Regions from separate parts of the Zea mays genome. Here region 1 is linked to region 2. Evidence: chromatin contacts called from public Hi-C data. All regions are on one chromosome and are shown on one strand. The core of a region is the stretch at or near the end of the contact, and the rest is flanking DNA. Distances in the headings are between cores, read along the strand shown. Region 1 holds the start of LOC100282280 (Putative MYB DNA-binding domain superfamily protein). Region 2 holds the start of LOC100193200.

The links. A called contact is a pair of places that touch in the nucleus more often than the background predicts.
Region 1: a contact with region 2 is called in a Hi-C map of leaf, with 8 times the contacts expected there. The contact joins the promoter of LOC100282280 here to the promoter of LOC100193200 in region 2. A contact is called at or near these places in 16 of 25 Hi-C or Micro-C datasets (ear, endosperm, leaf and 5 more) and 2 of 3 datasets of contacts at active chromatin or transcription factors (leaf and seedling).

The regions. Positions count from the first base shown.
Region 1 is chr10:78,957,023-78,959,722 of Zm-B73-REFERENCE-NAM-5.0, reverse strand. LOC100282280 (Putative MYB DNA-binding domain superfamily protein) reads left to right here and starts at 1,304. Exons shown (of 2, transcript XM_008663702.4): 1 at 1,304-2,421. The coding sequence starts at 1,444. The coding sequence ends at 2,397. It overlaps LOC100285001 (nucleolar GTP-binding protein 1), which reads right to left and starts at 50. Exons shown (of 14, transcript NM_001370689.1): 1 at 1-50.
Region 2 is chr10:78,718,849-78,721,548 of Zm-B73-REFERENCE-NAM-5.0, reverse strand. LOC100193200 reads right to left here and starts at 1,257. Exons shown (of 2, transcript NM_001138354.1): 1 at 108-1,257. The coding sequence starts at 903. It overlaps LOC100381523, which reads right to left. Exons shown (of 2, transcript NM_001174353.1): 2 at 2,348-2,700.

The DNA of each region.
Region 1 (2,700 bases), core at 55-2,554, 240 kb before region 2:
TTGGCAGCAGCAACAACAGCGAGCGAGCGCTTCTGTAATCTGTAGTCTTCTGCAACGGATATGTTCCACGGACCCAACGGCCCACGGAAAATAATCGCTTGGACCAAGAGGCCAAGAGGCCAAGACCTAAAATTCGTTGTAAACACCCAATTTTTTTATTTTGTTTTTTCCGCACAAAAATTGCACAAGAATTTTATGGATGAATTTGTATAGTACCGCATCAGTCAGTTTCTCACGCCCACCATTACAGACATGATGTTGAGCAGCTGATTTGTCATCTTAGTATGATCGAACGGTCAGACAAGGCTATCCGGCTATATGTTTCGGACTGTCTGCGCTTAGGACGGTTCGAGGTCATAACCTCGAAGTTATAGTTTAGAAGGTCTGTGATTAGATTAATTTAGGATATATTTTTTATTTTGTGTGCTTATCCAACTAATCGTACGTGAATCTATTACATCTAGAAATGGATTTAGACCTCTACCCTATATACGAGAAGTACGACCGACTGAAGCATTGATCAAATCAATTTATTATCAATACCTTTGCATTCTTGCTCTAGGAGTAACGATAACTTAGCTTAGATTAGTCTTCTCCATCTCCAATCTTCACCCATTCTCGAGTTGACATTGTTTATATTCGTTTTTAAGCGGCTTGCAAATCTCAAGACAACCTTAGGATCTTTTCTTCTTGACGGGTCTCTTTCGAGAACGAGATCCAGATTATGAAGGAGATTATCGTAGCCTCTGCGCACGCGTGAATGGTTTGGCCGTTCTGAGCGGACGGTCTGCCGCCCTGCAGAGAAGAGCGACATCCTCTATGTAAGTCGTGAACGATCCAAACGCCTAGAGCGGACAGTCCACGCTCGTATGAAGAGTACTCGAGTTCTAGTTCCCCATGAGCTAAATCATGATGCATTAGGTGATTGGCCAAAGAACGCTAACACATGGCATCTAAATGCCAATCGAGCACACGATTTTTCTTTTAGCCACTGATGTATGACAAGTTCAATAAGAAAATAGGCTTTAAACTAAAAAATGACTGAACTTTTATATTTGTCAATCTCTATTATATACGCAAAATAGCTAAATTTAATCTAAAAATTATGTATAAAAGAGATCCAAATTACCAATGCTTGCTCTAAACTTACATTCTACTCATCCAACCAACTAAACACATATACCTATGTTTTATACTCTATACTTATAAATAAAATCATAGTAGCGTATAGTATACAATGTGCTTTGCTACTTTATGATTGAACCTATAAATTATAGATACAGACAATCTCACAAATCAAAGAATCATAGACACATGTGACATAATAATAAACCGACAACATTTGCCGATTGCAAAAATGCAAGGGAGGACCATTAACCACTGACCCTGTATTTCGTGTCACCTAGCGACTCCGACGAGCCCCAATCCCGCGCGCCGGTGACCATGGAGTTCATCGACCCCTGGGACTCCCAGTCCCGCGCTCGCGTCGTCCATTCCGGCGCCAACTCCACTTCGTTCTCCTCCTCCACCGCCAAAGCACCCCTCTCCCTCCGCCACGCCGCATCTTGCGCCGCCGCGGCCGTCGCACTTCTCGCCGCCGCGTTCTACCTCCTCCCGACCTACCAGATCCTCTCCTCCCTCCTCATATGGATCGCTTCGTCCCTGCTCCTCGCCCCCTTCGCGCCCTTGTCGGCCACTGGCGGCGACATCTCCGTCGGCCGAGGCCGCGTCGTTCCGGCTCCAGAACCGGCCCCAGAACCCACACCGGAACCCACGCCCGCCCCCCGCCGCGGCCGTCGCCAGAACCCAGTCCCGACGCCCACAAAACCCTCAGATCCGGGCACTCCCCCCGTCCAATCGGCCGCATCACTGCATCCGTTGCAGAAGGCGACAACTGCGGATGGAGCCGTGGTGGACGGCGGCGAGAGGGAGGAGGACGCCGGCGAGTGGACTGACCAAGAGCTGGAGCTGCTCCGGCGGCAGATGGTGAAGCACCCGGCGGGTGAGCCCCAGCGCTGGGAGAAGATCGCCGCGGTGTTTGGCGGCCGCCGCACGCCGGAGAATGTCATCCGGGCGGCAAAGTCGGGCGCTCCCGCGGCGGGAGGAAGCTCGTTCGAGCAGTTCCTACGCAAGCGGAAGCCGCTCGATCCGAGGGCCGAGGCTGCTGTCACTGCGGACGATGCGGGAGGCGCCGAGAGTGCGGACGCCGCTTGGAGCGCCGGGGATGACCGGGCCTTGCTGAACGCTCTTAAGGAGTTCCCGAAGGACACTGCAATGAGGTGGGAGAAGGTGGCGGCCTCTGTACCCGGGAAGACAAAGGCCGTGTGCATGAAGAGGATCACCGAGCTCAAGCGAGACTTCAGGAGCACCAAGACGGCATCGGAAGCAGCATCATAGGCGAAACCTGATAATTTTGGTAGGGTAAGATTCCTGCAGCCTTTTCTTCTCTTCATTCTGACACATCAGTGGAGCCATATGTTGCTAATTGTTGATCTCGATAGTTGTTAACTTTTCCAGTTATGAACAATGCTGCAATGATGTATCAATGTCGTGTTTCATTAGGAACTTAGGTGAAATTTAAGAGTTCACCCTTAGGTGGCTGCTTAGGCTATTAGAAGTCTGAAACATCAGAATTGTACTGTTTCCTCCGATTTTATTTCATTGAAACAAAGCAGTTGAAATTTGTTGCAGCATAGCGTA
Region 2 (2,700 bases), core at 8-2,507:
TCCTGCTTCAATTTAGGACTGGCTTTTGGTAGTTTGATTGCAAAGCGAGCTTGATTCCACAGAAGTTTTTACTGATTAATAAAGACGCATATGAACCTGAGACTCACCGGTAGAACCATGAGCAAAGTGGCATTTGCTCCCAAATGGGCAGTATCCAGTCATCTCCCACTTGTTACAGATCCTTGTCTTCCAGTTGGACGGCTTCTGCACCATCACTCCGTTGGCGGAGGCAGCATTGTATCCCCCACCACCAACGGTGGGCGAGAGACTGATGGCCACGCTCTCCCGTGCCTTAGACTGCTCATCATGCAGGAAGGTGCATGTGTCACCATAGGGGCAGCCCTCTTCAGTGTAGAACTTCTTGCAGTGACGGCCCTTGAATGCCCTGCCCCCCTGCGAGCCGCCACCACTGCCACCGCCGCCGTCTCCAGCTACAACACTTCCAGATGTCATGATGGGGATCTGGTGCTCCTCCCGCTGCTCCGTGGCCTCCTCGTGGGCGGCCACGATCTCCTGCCAGTTGGGCGGTGGCTTCCGGAGCTCCTCCATGCCATGCGCGAAGTTGCAGTTGGTGACGTAGGGACAGGTCCCGGCCCGGAACTTGCAGCAGAGCTTGGTCTTGAAGAACATCTTGCCAATGGCGCGCGACTTGCTCGTGCTGCCACCGCCGCCGCTATCGCTGCCGCCGCCCCCGCCGCGAGCCTTCTTGCCCGGCGGCGGCTGCTCGCTCCCCGCCCGCGACGAGGGGTTCCGGTCGCCGTAGCCTGGTTCGGCGCTCCACTGGCGGTAGTCGTCCTCGGTGGCCCAGATGCTGGCGTCGGCGCCCGCGGCCGACGCCGCGTTGGCCCAGGCGTCGGGGCCCGCGGCGTCCGGGATGATGTGGATGGCGTTGGTGTAGTCCATCGCCGCCGCTGTCCCCAAAGACACGAACTTTGGGGCCCAAACCCTACCTTCGATCCCGCGCGCACGCGCCGGAGAAGAGAGAACCTAATCGAACAGACCACCAATTCCGTTCAGTAGGACACCGCATCTAAGAAATCCGCAACCAAATAAGCTGGATAGGGAGGACGGGAGAGAGGGATTTGGGTATGGTTTGCTCACAGCGAAGGGAATCAATCCCCCCCAAGTCGCAGTCCCGCGTGTCGACGCACCCTACCCCGCCGCTGCGGGGCCGATGTCGGCCTAAGCGCCCGCTAGTCACCGCCCGTCTCACTCTCACCTGCTTGCGGCGTCTCCCGCCGTCGTCGAGGCACGACGGCGCCACTGAACTGAACCGGACGAGCAAGTCGCCACGGCATTTGGAGCTCCTCATTTCCCTGCGTTTGTTAGGGCTGGCGTGGGCCCATGGGCCTAACCAGCTAACCTGGACGGCAGGTTTGCGGCCCAGTAGCGCTAGAACAGAAGGAAAAGGAAGCTAGGAGAGACATTGAATTGTATGTATAGTTTGGTGGATTTTCTAGTGCAACTCATTTACAAATGATTTGAGTTGTGCGTGAAGTATATCCTCTCGTTTTTTGCGCAGCTTTCTGATTTGACTCAAGAAATTTATTCCAATGTAAACTGCCGTGCTATTTGTTGACACCATGAATTGAACTCAAAAATCTGGACACCATAACCGCGGAGACGATACTGCGCAAGCTTATCAGGATGACCGGAAACATAGATGAATCATCACTCGCCAGAATTCAGGCATGCAATTTCACAATCTTGTTCATGCACGCAGCATCATCCATACTTCCTCGGGTTCAAGAAAAAAGAATCTTTACCGATTTCATCTGTTATTTTTATCTGCGCCAAAAGAAGTATGGGTAGTATAACAGGCACACTTTTCAGGGAAGATGAGACGAAGCGACGAAACATTAGGGCAAACACTGTTCATAGATAATATTAGGGCCCCAGGCATATATAGCATTTCATACACCATTAAGAGCGCAAGCACATTAGGCAATTTAGAGAATGAGTAAATTATTGGAGATAACCTAAGATAGACCGATAGAAAGGTAAAATTGCTCCATGATCATTCACATTTTCTCAAGTCTCAGCAAATCGAGCCAAATCTTACCAGTTTCATCTATTTTTCCTAAGCAACACCCCTTTTCACAAAGATAAGATCGAAGAGGAAAGAAAGTTACAGCAATGGAAACATATGAGCAAGATGTTTGGCCATCTCAGCAACCACCAAGGCCAGCTGCAGCTTATAGACATACCTATAAGATGCCCTCCGCTTGCAACAGTAACAATAGTGCATCTGAAGACCAAAACAAGAACATCACTGCACCTTTTTAAAGGGATAAAAACACTAAACAGAGCACACAAGTAATGAAGGGTAAATAGGACCAAACCAACAGAGAAAGCTATAGCTTCTCAGCTTCCGAATAGGCAAATCAATACGTACACCTGGATTAATTAGACCATAGTCACACAAACTTTGTATTGCCTCTCACAAAAAGGGAACGATATCCATAAACAAGAAAATAATAAGATCAGTTTTCAAAGTGTCATAACACAACCAGCACTTTCAAAACCGCACCAGAAAACTGGCCGCCTTCCTTTGCATTACAGCACTCGGTCACCGCCTGTGTTCTAAGTCTTCTGTCCAAAGGCAATGAAAACTCATCAGTAGAAATTGCCAAAATACCCCGACAATTTCATAATAATCATGTCACATTAAGTAACCATAGTTGCCTTATAAAAGAGTAT